2 separate regions of the Zea mays genome follow, and region 1 is linked to region 2. A link is a contact called in public Hi-C data. All regions are on one chromosome and are shown on one strand. Each heading gives the region's core, a stretch centred on a gene start, on an enhancer-like site or on the middle of the called end of the contact. The rest is flanking DNA. Distances are from core to core; before and after follow the strand shown.

Region 1 (4,668 bases), core at 127-2,626, 340 kb after region 2:
GGAAATTAACATCACACCAAACATGTATACAAAATACATATTAATAATCTACATATTAAAATGAGATCATAGAAAAAAAAATCATTAAATTTGGAGTTATGGATTTTAAGTTATGAATTTCTAAAGGTTTTATATGTTTGGTACAAGATTAATTAAGAGATCAATTTTAATACAATTTTCATGTTAAAACAGTGTCACAATGTCATAGTCCATATTAATACAAAATTATAGGAACTGGAATGAACCAATTTGGACTTAGTATGAATTTTCTAGGAATTAAATAAGTTTCTGCAATTATTTCTATATTCACAAATCAATTTATAAATAATTTCTCTGATTTACCTAGTCACTAGAATGCGCGCGTGAATAAAAAAACCCAGGGGCTAGCGTGTAAAGTACCCAAGACTCAGTCCACACCCAGGTGGACTGCGGGTTGAAACCTAAATACCTCGGGGGCTCTTATTCAAAATTTCCAGACCGAGCGCTTATGGGTTCTCCACACCGTCCTATCAAAGTCACACGACGCAGATTAGATCACATTATAAACGAAGCGGTACGCGTCTCACAGCAGTTGGATTATGGATCAGCGGCGCCGATTTTATAACTGAAGGGTGACATTCTGATCTAATCTCATCCCTCGATCCTACGATCTACGGACTAATATGGTCCAACCGAATCGGTACGCAGTGTGTAATCACCGCCGTCCATTCTTAGATCGATGGCCACCGCACTGTCGTCTCCCTCCTGCCGGTATGCATACGCGCCGCCCCCAACACTCACCGACGTTCCGCCGCGGCAAGCGATTCCACGACCCGGCCCTCTACTTCGACCCCCGATTTATGAAAACTACTGCGGATATGGTGAGGAAGGTACTAGGCTAGGACGTACCGGTTAATTTGGTGCCCAAAACAGCCGGCCACGGCCGACCACAAATCCGCCGCGTGAATTACTCCGGCGACGAATTAACTGTATTCTGAAGACCGACACTCATGGCGGCTAGACTACTGAAGACCCGCGTGCTTCCGCGAACCCCAATTGTGACTTCCCCGAACCAGGACGGCGGCGTTCCGAGGAAATGACGCGGCAGCTACCCTCTTTCTCTCTCTCTCTCTCTCTCTTCGCTGTCTCTCTACTGATGCGGATAGCAGTGACCTAGGGGTCTCATGGGTCTAGGATTTAGATGCGCAGGGTCCGCGCCGGGCACATAATCCACGTATACGCGGAGGGAGCAACGGCGTGACGAATTTCCTGGGAGCTGTTGAGATCGCCGCGTGCTTTACGGAGGTGATGGACCTGACCGCACGGCCCCACGTGCAGGCGACCCAGCAGAGAGGGAGCCCGACAGCTAGGTGGGACCACGCTTCAGTGACCGGTACGTGCACAAGTTGAGAATCCCGTGGCTGGTCGAAGGGGCCCAGACGTTAGGTCCCGCGCACGGGGTTAATGGGCCGCGTGGATGAGGGCGAGGTACAGTGGGCTGGGAGTGAAAACGGCCCAAGCGCAGTTTGATGTTGTTTTTCCTATTTTTCTAGTTTTCTTTTTTTGCTTTTATTTTCAATTTCCAATTTGAACTTCAAATATGAATGTGAATTTTGTATTCAAATTAAAGGTAGACTTTAATCATACCAGTACAGATAGAGTTTATATTTTTATAAATTTTGTTTTGTATTTTATAGTATTTCTTTTCTTCTTTTCCATTTTTTTGTTCACTTCATATTCCAAATTTAGGTTTTAATCCAAATTCCTCAACTCATTATATATTCCTATTATTATTATTTTATTATTAAGCGCACGAACAAGCAAAACTTCAATATGATGCATATTTTATGGATGTGCCTTATTTAATTCTTTAAATGGGATTATTTTCATGAAGGAGTGGATCACAAACACGTAACGAGATCAACTCTTTTATAATCTGGATATTACACTAGTGGATACCCAAATAAGAGCATCTCGAACAAACTAGCTAAATGGCTAGTCAAGCCAAATTTTGGCTATTCAACGACAAAATAACTCTCCAACATACTAGCTATCTGACTCGCCAAGCTATCCAACTCTCTAAATTAACTCCCTCACTATCCAAACTCGGCTAGCCACCTGACTAGCCAAACTAGATAGACAGTCTGTTGGAATGAGATGCTACATATAAAGTGTAATCTTATGAAAAGGCAAATAGAGAGTCAAATAGATAGAAAAAAATAAAGAGTCTCTTGGAGATGCTCTAAAAAACCTACAAAGAATTGATCACATATTTTTGTTCAAACATAACATCATTTTTTGTGTCACCAAATGGCGCAACAAACTGATACCGCCCCTAATAGCGCAAACATTTTGAAATCTTTACTAATCCCCCATAGCCTTAAATAAAACATAGTTACCATGCTAGAGGGAGGGTCAATACATGTATTGGAGGAGTATCGATGGGCAAAAGAATTAAAATACTTGTGCTCTCGCTCACCAATGTTGTTCATACATGCTTGTAAATGCATGAATCGTGCATTAGTTATATGTATCATAAATCAAAACAAACATCAAATGCCATAAATATATGGTCTCAACGTTCATATGCTTAAAATGACCTACCAAATTTACTTGTTCTCGACTAGCGGTTCTGCTACAAGTTGTAACGTGTCCATGTCTGAAGCACCTTCAATGCTGATGGTTTACACCTCTTCCTGCTGCTGGTCTCATGGGTTCACATCTTAGTGATCACGGAGCAATGAACAACAACTGATATTAAGGATTTCCATGTTAGTGCATTCCCACATAGTGTCGAACAACTTATTAATTTAAAAAAACGCACAGAAATCACTGGCAGCTGCATGTTATGCAAGCACGAGACTAATAGTAGCATAAGCATGACTTGTTGCTGAATAGACATGGGTAGTGCAAAAAGGTAGTCTAGATGCAGTTCCTGATGCTTCCCATGCTCAAACAATGTGATGGTTGCTCAAACGATGCTGCACCAATATTATTATAGTAAAATGGGAATAGGTAGGTGTGTGTAGATTAAATAATTCACAAGGCTCCATGCTGAATAATACTAGTATAATATATAATACGTCCAATGAAGAGATGTAGCATATGTGGCAAGCATTTAAAGAGGAAAATTCGAGTCACTACTCACGTGACATTAAAATTCATATGCAAGTAGAAGGTTTTGGCAAGGAAAGGCAGTATAGAATTTAAAAGGTGGATACATATATATTGGACAAGAAGTATTACTTTTTTAGTATTTGAATGTAAAATGCCCAAAATCTGTTACAACACAATAATCCACAAAGTTAATGGTAATTATAATTGGACAGTCCATGAACCAATCTTATAGCAGTTTTTAAGGAATCACGAGGGGTTGTTGCGCCCTACTATTTTCAGCATCGTCATCGAACTCCATCTCACCCCACGCATCCCAGCAAAGGGATAACATCTTCAACATATTGCTCGTCCAACATATCATCATATTCATCTTAATTCAAAAGGTGCCATCTCTCTGGTAACCACATCAGAAGTCGATGTCAGGCAACGGTTCCCTGCGTCCCAACTCCCACGTGTCCTATCATCATTCAAATTCATAGCATTGTTCTTCATCTCTGCCATGTTATGCAAATATTTTTTTGGAAATGGGAGATATGTTAATTTCAAGTTCATACAACGAGTTGCAAGTTCTTGAAAACACATCTTCCAGCCTCTGTTTTGTAGGAACACACAGCCAATACTACAAACCCAAACATAAAACTGGGTACAAACTAGTGGCTATCAATTCTTAGACTAGACCGCCACCCATGTTCCCAAGAAAAGAAATCCACGACCACTCGCGTCAAGCGAAGCGAGGCCTCCATAGCAAGCTCCTGTGAATCCGCCCGTTGAAGGATAGCCCATGACCGAACCCAATGGATAGCTACAAAGATAACCTGCATAGAAGAAGCACAAATTTTGTTTTCAAACACAATGTTATTTCTATGGAGCCAAATAGACCAACATAAGGCTGCTGCCCCGAGCAAAGCAATGGACTGCATAGATCTAGAGAGCCCCTGGAGCCACTGTCCAACCATGTGTGCAGCGTTAGAGGGCCTAGGTATACTCGAATCGCAATGGAAGAAAGACCAAACAGATCTAGCAAACTGGCAATCAAATAAAAGATGATCGATAGTCTCCTCGTAATGACAGAAGCAGCACTTTGTATCACCTATCCAACTCCATCGAGCTAAATTATCTTTAGTAAGTAGAACGCCTTTGCGAAGGTATCAAAGGAAGGTTTTAACTTTGAGGGAGGGCCTGATCTTCCAAAGTTTTGAGTTTAAACTAGGGGTTTCTATCCGAATTAAGGCATGGTAATGTGGTTTCACCGAGAATACCCCGTTCCGTGTTAGATTCCAGTAAAACACATCTGGTTCATTATGTAGGGCAATATTAGCAATGCGAGGGAATACTTCATTACAGGCTGCTAACTTGGGGCCTACAAGATCCCTACACCATGATAAGTTTGGCGGAGACGAGCACAATACTTTGGCGATGGATATATTTTTTGGTCTAGCTATGTTGTACAAAATTGGGTATTGGGTCCTCAGTGCTGAGGAGCCTAGCCAGACATCTTCCCAAAAATGCACCTGTGAGCCGTCCTTTACCTTGAAAGAGCCGAAGCGGAGAAAGTATCTCTTCACCTTCATA
Region 2 (4,189 bases), core at 454-2,953:
TCTATTTCTATTTCAAGGTTCCCACTTCCAATTCAATTCAAAATTCAAACTCCCATTTTGAATCCTCAAATTCCCAAATGTCAAGGTTAACACTATTGCGATTATAACATCTAATTTTTATGATATTATTATTTACTATTTTTCTTGTTATTTCTTTATGGAAGAAATAAATAGTTCCCGTAAATCCCTTTTCCTATTTTCTATTTTATTTTCATTTACGCTTTGAGGTCCCAAATTTAAATTATGTCTCTTTTTTAAAAAAAAGTTTCACGACATATCCATAAGTATAAAATGCCTATAGTGCATCATTTGATGTTGTGCATAATTATTTAGTTGAATAGAAAACTTATCTGCCTTTTCTAAAATAATTCTTAGTTTTCAAAATTCAGTCCTCAAATTTCACACTTAAATATAGTTTGAGATATCTGAATTTACTATTTTTATTTATATATATATATATTTTATTTTTTCTTATACACATTTTGGGCATTACAAATCCTACCCCCTTAACAAAAATTTCGTCCTTGAGATTTGTAAGAGGGTGCATAACCATGTTATCTCAAAACATATGCACAAACAAAACTCTCATCATGATGCATAATTTATTAGCAACACATGGGGTCAACTAGACCTTATTATTTCTCTTAAAATAATATCATACCAACTAATAACTAAAGTAATACTTAGATCTTACAAATAGTAGTATATACATTTTTTTTTCTAAGTGGAACTTTGAATTAGAATTTTTTTCATACACCTAAAATTCTTCATGTAAAATTCCCATCCCATATGAAGCATCACCTTTTTCAAAACAAAACAATTTGTTTTCTAAAGCAAGGCTAAGCATCAAAAAACTTTAAATAAATCAGGTAACAAGGAATGGTAACCAAATTTTCCAAGGAAGGGAAAGCATCAATTGTTTAGCACACAACTTCTATCACCTAATGCATCAGACAAGGTAATAAAGTTTTTAAAACAACAAGGAAAGAGATAATGAACCGGGGCTTGCCTTGTGATGCAGGAGTTTCTGTTTAGGATAATGCACCGCAGATGTCGAAGTAAAAGTTGTTCTCCACTGGAGGATTCTCGGTCTGGGAGATAACTTCTTCCTCTACTATGGATTCTTCCTCGTGTTCTATACATGATAATACATGTATATGAATGCTTATGCTATGTCATGAATATGCAATTATACAATAGAAATATAGTAAGTTGCGTCTTGAATACAACTTTCCTTCATAGTACGAATCAATCATTAAGATTTCCTAATTAGGTGTTTCTTTGAGATTAGTAGATAATTAATCCTATAAAGCTAGTTATTGGGTCTTCTGGTCAAATAGTGTTCAAACAATTTCAAACTTCACTTAGGGTCTCTGACCATCATATTAAGCTTACCCAAAAAGTTTTATGATTTTTTAGAATTAATAATCTATTTCTAAAATTCTAAAAGACTTTATTTAAGCACCTTTAAATGTTACTTAATTCCAGGGTTGAACTAAAAATCACGGAATTATTTTTATTAAATACTACTTTATATTAGAAATCTAGCAAAATTGGTCTCATAATTTTACCATTTTTCTACTATTTTCTACAGATTTCCCAAGACAGCAGTAAAAGGAAAAGAATAAAACATGAATAGGATCGAGCGTATTCAGCCCAACTGGCCCAAATGCATGTAGAACTCCACGCGTCCGTGTCCACGCTGGGGGATTTGCACCGAGGCCCCAAGGCATTTGAATAACCAGTAAAGAATCCTTTAACACTATTCGTATGTCTCACTGACAATTACACAAAAGTCATCCTATTTCTACTTCTTCACGGCTCTAGGTCCCCGACGGCGCTTCGGTCGAACACTTAGCCGGAGTCGTGGGTTCCCATCACAGGCGACCCCTACCTGAGGTAGCAACAACTCGGACTTCATGCTCAAGTCTACCCGAGCATATGCCCTCACCAAATTTGACTGGTCCGACCATAATTCATGTTTCCTCATGACCACGGCGGCGCTAGAGCCCCGACAAGCCCGTTCCGAGAAACAAAACGCGGTAGCGTTTAAATTGAAGCTAGGGCAAGTATCAATGACTCACTAGAGGTATGGTACACGCGCGAATTTGAACGGAGGGAGCACGGGAGGTCCGGTCGACGTGAGGGGGCCTCGAGGGTGTTCTACGGCGGCGATGCGATGTTCTTGATGCCTTGCTGCAGTAGTGTTCAATCCGTCGAGCTGGTGAGCTTCACTTGCACTAGAGGACACTAAAACATGGCTCAGAGGGATACGATATTACCTGAGAATGGCTGACCCCGGCGAGGTGTCTCACGGCGACATTTCAGCCGATTCTGGGGAAATCCGGAATTGACGAGCTATGGTTGATGATCGAGTGTGAGGGGTGGTGCGCTTGGTGCGTAACGAGAGGGCAGATTAAGGAGATACATCAATTTATAGGGATCAATCACCGGTGCCATGAATTTGATACGAGATTGAACTCTTCGGCGGCGAGACCTTTTGCTAGTCTAGGCTTCCTGGCGTGTAGTAGTGCAACCGCTCATGGAGGGGTAACTTGCCATCTACATGGTTACGACGACGTGGTGAATTGACCCCTAGCGTGGCGCGACCGAGGAAGCCGGCAGCCACCAAACTGACCGTCGCTCAGCCACGTCGCCGGCAAGTGGGCACGGCAGGGCAGAGCCCCGATTCAACCTCCAGATCTTTTCACACTCCCACTGATCTTTTTGCTCACCGTGTAGACGTCGTCCCAAGGCCTACGTGAATCACGACCCTGAGCGCGGATCACGGCGCATGGCACATCGGCGGCGAGAAAGATCTTCGTCAGTGACTGTTCACTCTGAATGGCTTCATTGCTTTGCCTAACAGACCGATTTTAGGCACATTTCTCTTCGATTTTCATGCAGTGAACTACCAATCCGACTGCATCAAAGCTGTTGCCCTATATACCAGCTTCAACTTTGTCATAAGGACCCTGGTCATTTGCTCACTGGATCGACCACAATCTAGCTTCAAATTTGGAGAATTATCACTAAAAACTTAGTTTCAGAACCATCCCCAGTCTCACATCCACACTTTGGGGACATTTTACACTAGATTCCATATGGTTTTGGGGCTAGATTACTTAATCAAGTTTGTACTACTATAGTAGCTCTACAACTTGGTTGTGGTGACCCATAACAAACTCCTCATATATCAAAAGATATAGAGGCTTAAAGTGGGACTGTTGACACTGTTTTTAGGGTTTATGAACAAGGGTGCTCTTGGACCTTTTTGCAATTTACCCAATTTTCACCACAAAACATGGAAATCCTTAAACATGAAAGTTGCTTAACCTTTGTTACTCTATCATCTTGATGTATACAGTTGTGACTAAAAGTGCATAGAAATTGAAATCACCCCATAGGGTACTATTTAGGGTTTCAGGGTTCCAAATTAGGGTTTTGAGTGTTCTAGGGTACAAGTGGCACTTGAGCTCTCTAAGTTTGACCTTTCTTGAACATTTCTACTAACTTGTTTAGATCATCCTTTAGTGCTCATCTCACATGTACACATGCGTCTAATCCTTGGGGAGAGACACTCCCACCTAGGGTCAAGGGCCTCTTTGACCAAGTCACATCATCACACATGTTTGTTTTAAAATTTTAGCCTAGTGGATGCATTTTAGGTGTATCATACATAATGTAATGCCAATGCATATGTTGTCATGCCAAAGTTTTAGTTCGCGTAACACCAGGGGTGTTACATCCTTCCCCCATAAAAGAATCTCGTCCCGAGATTTAAGGCTCCAAGGTAAGTCATGGAAAAGGAAACGTGTCACAACTTTATTTCCTATTTTCTCTTACAGAGAGGGGGTGGGCGTGTGGGTTTGTTCTAACTTTACAATAAAGTGCATAAACCTTAAAGGTTATAGGAAGCTAAGAACTTAGGAAAATGTTTTCTAAGAAATCTTTAGACTCCCATGTAGCTTCTTCTTCTATGTGTTGGTTCCACTGTACCTTGTAGAACATGAGAGTCCTTTTTCGAGTAACTCGGTCTTTCTGATCCAAAACTCAGATGGGATTAAGTATGATTCCAAATTCACATCTGATATATCCATAGTTTGATCAGGGTTCCAAAGAAACTCCTTCAATTGGCATACGTGGAACAAATTATGTACAACAGACAATGATTCTAGCAGCCGAAGTC

Evidence for each region. A called contact is a pair of places that touch in the nucleus more often than the background predicts.
Region 1: a contact with region 2 is called in a Hi-C map of ear, with 1.7 times the contacts expected there. The contact joins two enhancer-like sites. A contact is called at or near these places in 2 of 25 Hi-C or Micro-C datasets (ear and tassel).

The regions. Positions count from the first base shown.
Region 1 is chr2:141,071,290-141,075,957 of Zm-B73-REFERENCE-NAM-5.0, forward strand. No RefSeq gene overlaps it. Among protein-coding and RNA genes, the nearest start is that of LOC109944554, 220 kb to the left of the region's middle. Within about 2 kb of position 1,377, at least 18 of the 20 cell types and tissues checked have an H3K27ac peak or open chromatin away from gene starts, as enhancers often do. A contact at or near this core is called in ear and tassel, where this site is marked.
Region 2 is chr2:140,735,313-140,739,501 of Zm-B73-REFERENCE-NAM-5.0, forward strand. No RefSeq gene overlaps it. Among protein-coding and RNA genes, the nearest start is that of LOC100384377, 99 kb to the left of the region's middle. Within about 2 kb of position 1,704, at least 15 of the 20 cell types and tissues checked have an H3K27ac peak or open chromatin away from gene starts, as enhancers often do. A contact at or near this core is called in ear and tassel, where this site is marked.